3 separate regions of the Mus musculus genome follow, and regions 1 and 3 are each linked to region 2. A link is a contact called in public Hi-C and Micro-C data. All regions are on one chromosome and are shown on one strand. The core of a region is the stretch at or near the end of the contact, and the rest is flanking DNA. Distances in the headings are between cores, read along the strand shown.

The links. A called contact is a pair of places that touch in the nucleus more often than the background predicts.
Region 1: a Hi-C map of cerebral cortex shows a contact between it and region 2, with 2.6 times the contacts expected there. The contact joins two enhancer-like sites. A contact is called at or near these places in 2 of 484 Hi-C or Micro-C datasets (cerebral cortex and nephron progenitors), 3 of 115 datasets of contacts at active chromatin or transcription factors (embryonic stem cells and memory CD8 T cells) and 1 of 9 other capture datasets (liver).
Region 3: a Micro-C map of embryonic stem cells shows a contact between it and region 2, with 3 times the contacts expected there. The contact joins the promoter of Hes5 here to the enhancer-like site in region 2. A contact is called at or near these places in 1 of 484 Hi-C or Micro-C datasets (embryonic stem cells), 1 of 115 datasets of contacts at active chromatin or transcription factors (memory CD8 T cells) and 2 of 9 other capture datasets (adipose tissue and liver).

The regions. Positions count from the first base shown.
Region 1 is chr4:155,306,259-155,310,507 of GRCm38.p6, forward strand. The region is part of intron 4 of Prkcz (protein kinase C, zeta); the gene reads right to left. Among named protein-coding and RNA genes, the nearest start is that of Prkcz, 53 kb to the right of the region's middle. Within about 2 kb of position 2,038, at least 100 of the 459 cell types and tissues checked have an H3K27ac peak or open chromatin away from gene starts, as enhancers often do. A contact at or near this core is called in cerebral cortex, where this site is marked.
Region 2 is chr4:155,172,035-155,176,381 of GRCm38.p6, forward strand. The region is part of intron 1 of Ski (ski sarcoma viral oncogene homolog (avian)); the gene reads right to left. Among named protein-coding and RNA genes, the nearest start is that of Ski, 48 kb to the right of the region's middle. Within about 2 kb of position 1,642, at least 254 of the 459 cell types and tissues checked have an H3K27ac peak or open chromatin away from gene starts, as enhancers often do. A contact at or near this core is called in adipose tissue, cerebral cortex and embryonic stem cells, where this site is marked.
Region 3 is chr4:154,958,457-154,962,551 of GRCm38.p6, forward strand. It overlaps Hes5 (hes family bHLH transcription factor 5), which reads left to right and starts at 2,467. Exons shown (of 3, transcript NM_010419.4): 1 at 2,467-2,593; 2 at 2,680-2,845; 3 at 2,936-3,915. The coding sequence starts at 2,540. The coding sequence ends at 3,219.

The DNA of each region.
Region 1 (4,249 bases), core at 788-3,287, 130 kb after region 2:
GTCACGATGGTTTTGCCAGGATTCTGTTTCTCTTTCTCCAACACAAACACACACACACACACACACACACACACACACACGCTTATCCCAGGATTTCAGATGCCGTACAGTTATGGCATGATTGTGTCCCAGTTCTTCCTTTGCCACACTTCAGGGCGTTTCATTCAGCCTTAAGTCTGTAACACAGACACCATCCCAGGAGTCGGGGTGGGGGGTGGGGTGGGGCAGCAGTGAGGGTGGAAGGTAGGAAGGCCGGGGTAGGGTAGGACGACGCCATCTGAGTGTGCGCTCACCTCCTGCCCTTAGGGACTTTCCCATCCCATCTCAAACTTCCTGCTTCTCAACACTGATCCATCTTCCAGATGAAAGTAAGGCTTACACATGTCATGCTTTCGAAGGTAAATGAAGAATAACAGGGAAATCATAGAAACAGGCCTGGGTAGAGAGGTACGGGAACTGCAACCGTGGGAAGCTATGGCCGCGTGGGAGACGGGCTGTTTGTGAGCAAGGGGAGCAGGCAAGGTTCCCACGTGGGTTTTCCACCCTTTCAGCTGCCCCGTTCTGTGCCCTGGGTGTGTCCCTCTGCAACCACAACACACCAGAGGATGTAGAAAAACATGCAGCAAAGAGACAGCCAAACAGAGGAGAAGCCCCAGTCCCCTTGTCTGCAGGGGGCATCCTTGGTGCATCAGAGATGTGTGAGAAGCTCACACACTGCTGCTGCTCAGAGGAAGACGGGGGTGGGGGTGGGGTAGGGGGAAAACTGGCCATGAGACAGTGTCCCTGGTGCGATGCATGAGCCTCAGTGGGGATTCACCCAGGTCACGCCGGCCAACCGTAGTAAAGGGACCCAGATACCGGTGTGAGGAGGAAGATAAGATGTGAAGCCAGGCGTGGTGGCTCACACCCACGACCCCGACACTTCATTAGCTGAGACAGGAGGACTGCCACCAGTCCAAGGTCAGCCTGGCCTGCATAGCAAGACTTCATCTAAAACAAACCAAAACAGAGGAAGAGAGGGAAACAGAAACAGGGGGAACGGCATGCACAGAATACACTATGCACGTGTTTGAAAGCGTTGTAGTGAAGTCCATTACTATGTACAACTGATATGTGCTATGGAAAACATTCAAAAGGCTAAGAAACAAACTGAACCCGGGCTGGTCAGTTCCTATTGGGAGTCAGACTTCTAGCCTCAACTTCCTTTTTGGGCAGAACACAGGAAAGAGGCCCCTTCCTGGGAGTGTGTGCTTACTGTCTATTCCATGGGCACAGGTCCTGGTAGTCCCACCTACTCCAGCCTTGAGATTGTTCATTTAATACCTATACTAAGCAACAGAAATGTATTCTAGTGATATCAGTGACAAGAGAGAGACAGAGACAGAGAGACAGGGAGAGACAGAGAGAGACAGAGAGACAAGGAGAGAGAGACAGGCAGACAGACAGACACACTCTGACTGCTGGTTAGGCTGTGGTGGGTCACCTTGGATGCTCACACACTGAGTGGGACCAAAAGGAGGCAGGGTAAGTCTGGGTCACCTTGTGGCTACTGCTCATGGCCAGCTACAACCACCACCCATCAGTGCCATCTGCATCTATCCATCACAACACCGAAACGTCATCAGTACCCTCACTCCTGGGTTCAACGGCCGTGTCACACACGAAAATCTGTGAGGTACTTTGTGTCACAGGGAAAAGGACAAGGGGCTTGGAGCTTGTTTCTCAGGTGCCTGGTGAGCACATACAGGACCCGTGACCTCTGATGGAAACCAGGCACTGAGGTTCCTGGGTCTCAGGTGGGCAGGAAGATACCAGATCCTCCCCAGCAGCCAGACACGGCAGACAGGCTCTGTGAAGTACTACAGTGAAGCCTACGGGAAGCTGTGCTGCCATCTGGGGGAGCGGTGAAATAAATCCCACAACAGCTGCTCCGTGGTTCCCAGGGAAGGAAAGAGAAAGACTCACACTGGTGTGAGGCAGGGGCAGCTCTTTCCGGAGGGAAAACTGTCCACGTGGACAGCGATGCTCTGGCTGGATCTCGGGGGCCCTCTGCTGGATGAAACGCCTTAACAGGGTTTCTGAAGGTGCCCGGACAAACCTCACACAGTCTCTCTCTCTGCCCGTGCCTGAGCCTCTCACAGAGAACAGGATCAGAAGGCAGGCAGGCAGAGGAGGACTAAGGGACCTGACAGCTTGCTATGTAACAGTGGCCACACAGGTTCTGGGGATGCATAAACTTGATGCTATCCCTTTATCTACCAGAAACAGACAGGGCTGTGGAAGAGGGGCTGCCTATGGGTCCCAGGAGCCCCAGGAACCCTAGGAGACCAAGAATCCTTTCCTGACCAGTAAACATTAAGAAGAATGGCCCTGGGAGACCTGGAAAAAGTCCAGCACATGCCAACCATTGCACTAGTTGATGCAAAGACTCAAGTACACTATGATACAAATTGAGAGGGCCAGCTGGAAGGTTGACCAGTAGTTTTCTTTTTATTGATTTAATGGGAAGACATCAACTTCCAAGTAATTCAGTTGCCATGGACTCGTGCTAAGTACGGCTCCTGTCGATGGAGGAAACGCGCACACAGCAAGTGGATCACTGCCCACCTCCCCCACGGTCAGTGGACTGGATTAAGTCCTTAGATCTGAGGGCCAAGGCTAGAGCTCAGGAGCTAGAATCTGCAGGACTCGACGAAGCCAGCAATGGACAGAACACAGGGCACAGAGGCTACTATCGAGAGCTCGATTGGAGGCATGCTATGAATGTAACTTGCTGTGGAGAACCACGGAAGGGAAACGTGTGGCTTCTACCAGTCTAAGCCTCCAGCCAAGGGTGAGTGAGGAAAGCTGGAGAAACCAAAGCCACACTGGAGGAAAGTGACCGTGGGGGCAGGCTGGGCCTTCCTGATTCTTTAGGGCCTATATGGAAAACATGGGCTGGGGCTCAGTGCTTGGATATCTGACTGGAGACAGGAACAGCAGCTCAGGTAACTAAGACAAGAGATGGATGTAGAGATCTGTCTCTACCATGTGGGCACCAAAGGCCGCTTTCTTCCACAACAGACACTCTTCCTCAGATAGCTCCAGAGGCTACCTGGAGCTGGGTTGAGTTCAGGTGAGGCCTGTCCCTGGCTTGGGGATGACTGCACCTATGTCCTTCATAGTGGGGTGTTAGATGAGCACAGCCTCTCAAGGTCTCTCTTGGTAGGGACGCCAACCTCCTTACATTACCCACATCACCTCCAAAGCCTCATGACCTCTCTCTCTGAAGATACTGTAGGTTGAAATATGTTTGGCACACCTGACTCAGCAAACTCAGGTAGGGATTCAAAGCTGGGTGAGAAAAGGCTGCATAACGGGAGCCTAAACTGAACTGGAAACGCACACTGCACAAACAAAGCCCGGATAACTACTTGTCAGCAAATCTGCGGTTTTGGAAAAAAAAAAAATCACTAACAAGGGTATTTCAGGCAGAGGGAAAATTGTCACAGCTAGGCGAGGTGAGACGGAGCACGCTGGAGGGGCTGTGGGGGCGCATAGGTGCAGTCCATGGGAGGTTATGGAAAGATTATGTGAAAATACTGTGGTGTCTCATACATGGGACCTGAGCACCTGCAGATTTGGATGTCCGGGTGGTGGGAGTTAGAGAAAAATCCCCAAAATAAACTATATAGACAGTAGGTGGAGGGGAGCTAGAAAAAAAATCCCCCAAAATAGACTATACAGACAGTAAGTTTCCCTTCACCACCACACACACAGCAACCTCAATAGCTGTTCTTTTTTTTTTTTTAAACGATTTATTTATTTATTTATTGTAAGTACACTGTAGCTGTCCTCAGACATTCCAGAAGAGGGAGTCAGATCTCGTTACGGATGGTTGTGAGCCACCATGTGGTTGCTGGGATTTGAACTCCTGACCTTCGGAAGAGCAGTCGGGTGCTCTTACCCACTGAGCCATCTCACCAGCCCAATAGCTGTTCTTTTACAGGGCAACTGAGGCTTCAGGTAAGAGGGTTTTAAAGATATATAACACTTTCTAGCTCACAATGGGCCCACTTAGGACTTTTTGACTTTACAGAGTGAGATCAACACAAATCCAGCAGGAAATCTGGTTTGAACTTAGTATGTTTCCCTGGCTAATGGGTGGGGACGACTGTTACAACGCTCGACGTGGCAGAGAGCAACAGTTTCCAGTCTACCTGAGCTCATGGGCTCAACAAACGAAGAAGCGCCTCTGTCAGCGGTGCCA
Region 2 (4,347 bases), core at 392-2,891:
CCTGACTCTGGCCACTGCCTGGTCCAGAGCTCTTTTCTTTACACTTCACACAAGGCTCCTGTCAGACAGCCAACGGGGGCTGTGGAGATGGCTCAGTGAGTAGAGTGCTTGCTATTCAAGAACAAGGACCTGCGTTTGGATGCCTGACACCCACATAAAAGCTGGGCATGGTGCCGCGCATCTGTAAACCCAAAGCTGTGGGGTGGAGACAGGTGGATCCTGGAAGCTCATTGGACAGCTAGTCTAGCGAGAATGGTGAGCCCTAGGTTTAAAAAAAAAAAAAAAAAAGTCATGTGTTGTGGAGTACATCCATATGATCTAGGGCTGACTGGAGTAGCCTTAGTGTTAAGAGGCCAGATTGCAGCCAGGGGCAGCCCAGAGTCCCAAATTCTCACAGCCAACCCACAGACCCCAGTCTAGCCACAGCAGGTCCTACTAATAAGCAATAAGTCAGTGGAGAATCATCATGTCCCATTCCCCCTTCATAGGGCAGACCAGAGCCAGAATAATGTAGTCACTCGACTTACAGTGAGGGAGTGAGGACTTGGGCTCCTTTAGGCAAAACTACCAAGACATGGGCAACCCTGAACCGAACACTACAGTTGAAGCAAACGCTTCCCACAGGTGACACAGAGCTAGGGTCTCCACAGCGGGTTTCTGTCTTCTACAGGTGAACCCTACATTGCCTCACTCTGGAACCGGCTCTGCTTGAGCTACGGGTCTTTTCTGGAGAGTCCGCAGCTCTAGAAGTTTCTATTTTTGCCATCGCCGTTAATATTTTACACATCCGAAGTCACACTCTCATCATGCTCAAATTAACCTACTTTCTGGCTCCTTACTGTGCTACCGAGGCGGCAGACTGGGTTCCTAAGGCAGCCCCAGCCCCCCAGTGGGGCACAAGCACAGTTACGGGGGCTGACTTTGATTCCCTTAAGTAGGTCATTCTCTAGTTCTCCCAATACTGTTCCAAAGAAACGGAGTCAGCAAGAGCCTGCCTTCTTTCTCCCTCCGGGGAGGACCCACTGAGCAATCCTTCCCCTCCCGGGCTCCCGCTGAGATCTGCGAGTGCCTCGGCTCTCTAAAAGGAGCCCCGAGAGTTGGGTCTGACAATAAGCTCCTTTCATGGACCTGGACCTGTCAAAAAGCGGCAAGAGCCCACCCTTGGGACGGGATTTCTTTCATGGGTTGGTTGGGGAGATGGGATGGGAAAGGCCAAGTCTCTAGCGTGCCAGCCAAGCCTGCAGAGAAGAGCGAGGGCCCAAGTAAGCCACTACTGGAACATACATCCTGGTTTTGTAGGGACACAACTCCAGGGCTCCCTCTGGAACTGCATTGATGCCTCCTCACAAACCTGTTTCAGAAGGAGAGAGTCATGAAGCTAGCTCCCAAGCAGATAGGATGTTCCCTAGATGATACATGGGAAGTAACTGTTAAAAGACTTAAAATGCAAGGGCCAGAGCCCCAAAGACAGCCAGCCAGCCACTGGTACAACAGCAGTCTGCGATGTGGGCGTGCCCCTGCCTGGGAGCTCTGGTCTGGGTGGGGGCAGGGCAAAAGGGCCTATTCTTTCCCAGCGTCCCTCAGCTGCTCCCAGCAGACATTCCATCAAGATGACTCTCGCTAAGGGCGGGGCAGCCTGTAATGGCTGCTTGGCCAGCTGCCACCCCTTCACCAGAGATTGATCAAGATAAACAGGCCTTCCCATCTAGGGCTGGAGGAAAGGCTGCAGGCTGCAGTGAGGAGGACACGAAGTGAGGGAGGCGAATGCCACTGCAGGCGCAGTTCGCTCTTCTGGGAAGGTGGACTCACCAGAATCACAGAGTCTCCGCAGGCCAGCAGGAGGGCTCGCCTTCCCACCTCCTGTACTCCCTACACATCGACAACAAGCCCTCAATAGCACAGAGCAGGGCAAATGGGCCTCAAGGCCTGACCAACTTGGTCCCTAACAGCACATTCCGGCTTCCTCTCTAACATCTGGAAGTGGCAGGCTGGTTTTGACCCATCTCATGTAACCAGAAACATATACAACATGCAGCACTGAGGAGCCGTGGCTTGAGAAAGGACCAGACTGACCCAAGTCCTTAGAACTTTTAAGTGTCGACACTAAACCCAGCTCACTCAATACCCAGCCCGAGCCTCGATGAGCTGCCCGGGGTTCTGTCAGCTACATCTTGAAACCAGCTGTCTCCTGCCACTTACTTGCCAGCCCTAGGTCATTCTCTCTGCCCTCTAAGCTCACAGGCTCTGTCCCAGCATGCACTCTCATCCTAACAGACACTAACAGACAAGGTTAGTCACACGTAAGACTTTGCAAAGTCCCTAGTTCTCCTGAGACGTGGGGGACACTGCTGAGCTGGGAGATGTTCCCTCCCATCTCAAGCCCCAGTGAACAGCGAGTCTGCCCCTCCTCTCACAGGCCCCAAGTCCCCCCCCCCCCCCCCCCCCCGCTTCTGTAGGGCTGTGGAATGGACAACAATGCATAGCCCAGGCTGGCCAGCCAGTAAATGCTGCAGACAGGAGAGCGAGACAGCAGCTGGTGGAAAGAAAAGACGGCTAGCTCGGTTGATCCCAAAGCCACAGGAATTACGGGTATGCTGGAGAAAGAGCTTGCTGAGGACCACATGCAGGCCCCCTAGGACCCAGGGCTTCTGGCTTTCCTGCCACCTTCCAGGAACTAGAACTCATGTGAGCCAAGGAACAGAAGAGGGAGCAAAGCCACAGCATCTTAGGGTTCAGAAGGGATCCTGGTCTTTGTGCCAGTGGCGAGTGAAGGCAGGGACTCTTCAGGACAACACTTCACCTCAGAGGACACTTAGTTCTGTTCCTTGGCCTCCTAAGGTTCCTTACTCCTCAATGGAAGGGCAACCGCAGCCTACCAGGTATCCATACAAAGTACAGTCTATGCTCAACTTTCCTATCGTTCTAATAACAAGGCCTAGGTAGATGCTGGTGATAGGTTACGTTCACAGCTTAGGGACACTCTACCTTGCACGTATCTATCTATCTATCTATCTATCTATCTATCTATCTATCTATTTAGGTGGGGGTAGGTTTGGGGTCGGCCTCACTATATAGCCCTGGCTGTGCTGGAACACACAAAGCTCCACCTGCCTCTGCCTTCCAAGAGCTGGGAAATTTTCCAATTTTCCCTTAATCCCAACACTCAGGAGGCAGAGGCAGGTGGATCTCTAAGCTCAGGCCTAGGTTGGTTTACAAAGTGAGTTCCATAACATCCAGGGCCACACAGAGAAAGCCTGTCTCAAATCCCATTCCTGTAGATCTTCCCTTTATATTCTCCATACTCTCTTCTCACGTCTCCTAACAATATGTTCTCTGGCCCAGCTCAGCTCAGCTTCTCCTGTCACCAACTGCCCGCCCACCCCCCACTCTTCTGTCTCCTGGAACTACTTCAATGCCACTCCTGAATTCTACTCCCCAGCTCTCAGCTTCCGCTGGCTTTTATATTCTCTCCTAGTCCCAGAACTCCAAGAGGCAACTAACACTGAAGGGCACAGGGTCCTTTAAAAGGTCCAGGCACATAAAATAAATCCTACTAAACTCCCACCCCAAGTTTGATTTACTCACTTCATGTTATGTGTGTACCATGTGCGTGCCTGCTGCAGTGGTCAGAACATGTGTACCATGTGCATGCCTGCTGCAGAGGTCAGAACATGCTTTGGGTCACCTGACACTGGATTTAGGGATGGTTGTTGGAGCTGGGAACTGAACCAAGGTCCTCTCCAAGAGCAGTAAATGCTCTTAGCCACTGAATCATGTCTCTAGCCCTTTACAGAAATGGCACTCGAGGCAGTGTGACGATGCACTAGGGCTGAGGACTGATGTGCCCGACTCAGGGGAGGTCCAGCTATCCAGGAAAGTCATTTATTAAGGATATAGCTAAAGACCCTGTAAGAAGGGAACCTGCGGGAACAGTTATCCATAGCTGAGCATATATCCGCAAGTACCAGAGAAGCTCTCAAAAAGACGTGGCCTGACCTCTGCACTGGTGGTCCCATGAGACTCCCTGGCAAGGTGCTCCTGTGGAAAGAGATAGCTGGGGGGTGTGGGGGGATGTCAGCCAAAAGACTTTTGTGTAGGGCCAGACCCAGACCTTTGACAACGAATATGCAGATGAGGTGGACCCTTGTCCAGAACCCAGCACCGTGTACAAAGACACTGCCCCATTGTCATTGATGCTCCATCCCAGAGTAAAATGTTTGGCCGTTTTCATTTCCCTCTAAATTGGAAATCTTCTTGCCCAGAGAAAACACATGGCCACATTTCCTGTCCAGGGCCAACACCTTCCTGTCTTCAAAGACTAAATAAAAACACCCCCATGTGGCTTTG
Region 3 (4,095 bases), core at 1,217-3,716, 210 kb before region 2:
AAAGGCCAGGCGTGTGCCTCAGAGGCCGCCTGGGCTGCCATCTGGCCCGCACTCGGGGAGGCAACCAGCCTTTCATCCGGCTGGGATTTAACACCATTCATTTCATATTTCCCACAACTGAAAATTGGATCAAAGCTGCTAGGGGGAGAGGGAGGGGGAGGGGGTTGAGGAGGGGCAGGGGAGGGGGTGGCCCTCCCCATGGCCCACCCACCACCCTCACCTCTGGAAGGCCGGCTCTCCTAACCCACCGCGGGTGGGCGGGAGGTTGGGGTGGGATGGAGGTTGGACCATATCTCCTGGCACGCGTCTCATTTGGGTGAGGAGCTGGCTCAGGGGAAGGTACTTACTGGAAGTACAGAACACAAGCCTTAGCCAACTGTTCCCACCAGAGTGTTGGGAAGCAAGTCTGTGCCTAGATGACCCCCATATCCAGGTACAGTCTTGGGTCCTTGCTGCCAGCAGCCAGGAGCAATGGTCAGAGCATATAGACTCAGACTCTGTTTCCGGTTGGTGGGCTTCACGCCCTCCCTGGTCTGTTTGTATTCCCTAGGACCTTTGAATGCCTAATCAGGCTCCTGAGCCCTTCCTGCAGGGCATACAGGACAGGCACACAGGTGACCAGATTTTCCTGCCCTCCCCACTCCCAGGAGTCCGAGATCCACGACATGGCTAAATTTGACTACCATGTGGTGTGAACTTCTTGTTGGCTGCAAACAAGATTTCACTGAGAACCACCAGACTCCTCTTCCTTGTAGTTTGAGGGGGCTGCTTGACCACCACACAGTGCCAACCACTGCTAGATCTCAGGGCTGTAGAAGCAGAAGCCCAGACATACAGCCCCGAGCCTCCCTTCTGCACTTACAGGGTACCTCTGTCAGAGCTCGGGTGAGGGTTGTGGCAGGGACTAAGGGAGGTGAATTCTGCACTTATATCTTGCACTGGACAGACCATCCTGTGCTGCCTCAAAGCCAAGCCTTCCCCTCTGTCCCAGATGCTTCCATCCATGGTAACCCAACAACCCCTTGTGCTAAGAGCTTCTGGAGCAAGACCTTCGGAATAGATCATTTACAGCAGTGGGTCACTACCATAGCAGGAGGGCGTTTCCCTAGTGGGCACTGTGAAGGCCCTTCAGTTCCTGAGCTCAGACATGGCTGACATCCATCCAGAGAACCTGGTTTCATTCCACACTGGCTATTGTGCTCTGATGCCAGCCTCCTGGTTTGGGCCTGGCTAGGTCTTAGGTTGACCCTAGGAGGAAGCACGGGGCCTTATCTCCTCCCTCAGCCCCTGCAGAGTATTGGGGAAATAGTACAGGTTCCAGATGGAGGGACGCTCCTACATGGCCATCCCCTAGGTGTCTAGGGTGTGACTAGTAAGGTCACCTGGTTAGGAACCACGGTTATCAGTTCTTACAAAGAGGCCCATCCACACTGGCACAGCATTCATATGGGGGCTTATTTTTAGGTCTCCCACCTTCTACCTGCCAACACAAAATGCTGAATGAAACTGGAACACACACACAGAGGCATGCACGCGCGCGCCCGCACGAGCTGAGGGGGATGTCATGAGAGGAGTTAAGGGCAGCCATGGTTTCCTAAAAGCCACGCGGGAGTAGTGATCACGGACAGCATGAAGGAGGCACGGTCCTCCTGTTTCAGAGATGCATGTGGCACCTGGTGACACAAGAGCAGTCCAGATACCCTGTGGGTTCAGGGGTTCCTGAGGGCTTCCTAGGTATGGGGCTTTGTGCTAGGCATTATCCAAAGCAAATTCAGCTAGCCTAGAAGTACGCTTGGCAGGCTCCGCGCGTGGCCATTTCTAGCTGCGGAGAAGTCACTCCTCTCAACTGACAGAACTGGCAATAAAGCGCCTAAATTCTAAATACATGAGTCCCTCTCTCATCCTGTACCTGCGAATGGCATGGCGGCAGCATCTGTTTGAGAGAATGTGGCCCACTTTAACCCACTGTGCCTGTGGGCAACAGGTCCCAGCTGGGGAGGGTGCCCACTCCTCTGGAAGTCGCTGTCTGTTCATTGTAAAACTCTCATTTCTCTGCGCCTGTGGCCTCTGCCAGCCAGCGGTGGGGAGCCTCTGGGGAGTGGGAGGGAAGAAGGGAGAGAAGGGGGGGGGAGAGCACTCCTTCCTGCCCTCCCCACCTCCCCGCGGCCTGGGAAAAGGCAGCATATTGAGGCGCGGGGCTCTCAGCATCAGGCCCCGGGATGCTAATGAGGGCGAGCGCGTTCCCACAGCCCGGACATTGTGCCGCGCGGCCCACCTGCTCCTCGGGGAGCGACCATTGTGCCCGCGCCAATTCACAGGCAATTTAGCGTGCGCTAATGGGCCGGCGCCTTTGTGCGGCCGGCGCCGCCATTGGCCGCCGAGTGTGGGAACGGCCGCGGCGCCCGGACCCCAGGCGCCGGGCCGCTGCCCGCGCCTATATAGGGCTGGCGTGCTGGGGTCCAGGTCGCGCCAGTCCGGGACGCCTGGCTCTGTCCGCTCCGCTCCGCTCCGCTCGCTAATCGCCTCCAGAGCTCCAGGCATGGCCCCAAGTACCGTGGCGGTGGAGATGCTCAGTCCCAAGGAGAAAAACCGAGTAAGTGCAACTCGCCCGGCGCGCGCCGTCCGGTTCCCCCGGGGCCTCCGGCGTCCGCCGCCCACCTGACGCCTCTCCTCCCGCAGCTGCGGAAGCCGGTGGTGGAGAAGATGCGTCGGGACCGCATCAACAGCAGCATAGAGCAGCTGAAGCTGCTGCTGGAGCAGGAGTTCGCGCGGCACCAGCCCAACTCCAAGCTGGAGAAGGCCGACATCCTGGAGATGGCCGTCAGCTACCTGAAACACAGCAAAGGTGAGCCCGGCGCCTGCGCCCGCCTCCTGCTCCCGGCCGATGTGGCTCCCACCGCGCGCGCCCCACTCATGCCGCTTCGTCTCCCCACAGCCTTCGCCGCGGCCGCCGGCCCCAAGAGCCTGCACCAGGACTACAGCGAGGGCTACTCCTGGTGCCTGCAGGAGGCGGTACAGTTCCTGACCCTGCACGCCGCCAGCGACACGCAGATGAAGCTGCTTTACCACTTCCAGCGGCCCCCAGCTCCCGCCGCTCCTGCCAAGGAGCCCCCGGCGCCCGGAGCTGCGCCCCAACCGGCCCGCTCCTCCGCTAAGGCTGCTGCTGCTGCGGTCTCCACCTCGCGCCAACCCGCCTGCGGCCTCTGGCGGCCCTGGTGACCCAGCGGCCGACCGGTGCCTGGAGCGGACCAGAGGATGAGCTCGTTCCTCTGGATGTGGGAAGACATTCCCCAGCCGCAGTTCAGCCCCAGGTTGGCCGCTACCTTCTTCCGAAGGCTCCCTCCTCCGGCTGGCTGGCCAGCAGGAGGGTCATTCTTAGAGAATGTGTGTGCAGAGTTGTCATTTGGGGATAATCAGGGCCCACCCTCTGCCGCCCGTCCGACCCCGTGGGGTTGTTTTGTGTTTGCATTTCAGCAAGTGACTTCTGCGAAGTTCCTGGTCACCACCGGGGGTTCTATGATATTTGTAGAGTCGGGGGTTGGCTCACCCCAGCCCGTAGAGGACTTTCTTCAGGGCCCGTTGCTGCTGGGCAAGCACCCTGCAGGCGGGCTGTGCCCTGGGCACATTTGCCTTTTGTGAAGGCGGAACTGCAGGTGTTTCCTCATAGGAAAGCACTCAGCCTGCGTGGGCGTAGGGCCCATGGGGCCTCACCTCAAGGTCCACATGGCCTTGGCTGTCTGATGCGCGCTCACAGTGGGCTGTCTGGGAGGGTGGGGTCTCCACGATGATCCTTAAAGGATTCCTTTGTATGGGTGGGTGCATGTGGGCACGATTTTGTACTTAGAATTTGAACTCTTGGTCATGTGGGAGAACACAGGCTGTTCTGAAGGCTTCTAATAAAATATCAAGCCCTCCATGTCTGTGCCTCTCGTCTGTCCTTAGCAGCCTAGGGGCAGCCTGCCCGGTGACCGGAGGTGGAACAGTGGGATCTACCATGTTCACAGTGAAACCGGGATCAGGAGGAGTGCTTGCTGGTGGTCCTCTGCCATAGAGGAAAAAGGGAGGGCAGGAGGTGGAGAGGAGAGGGGCATACAG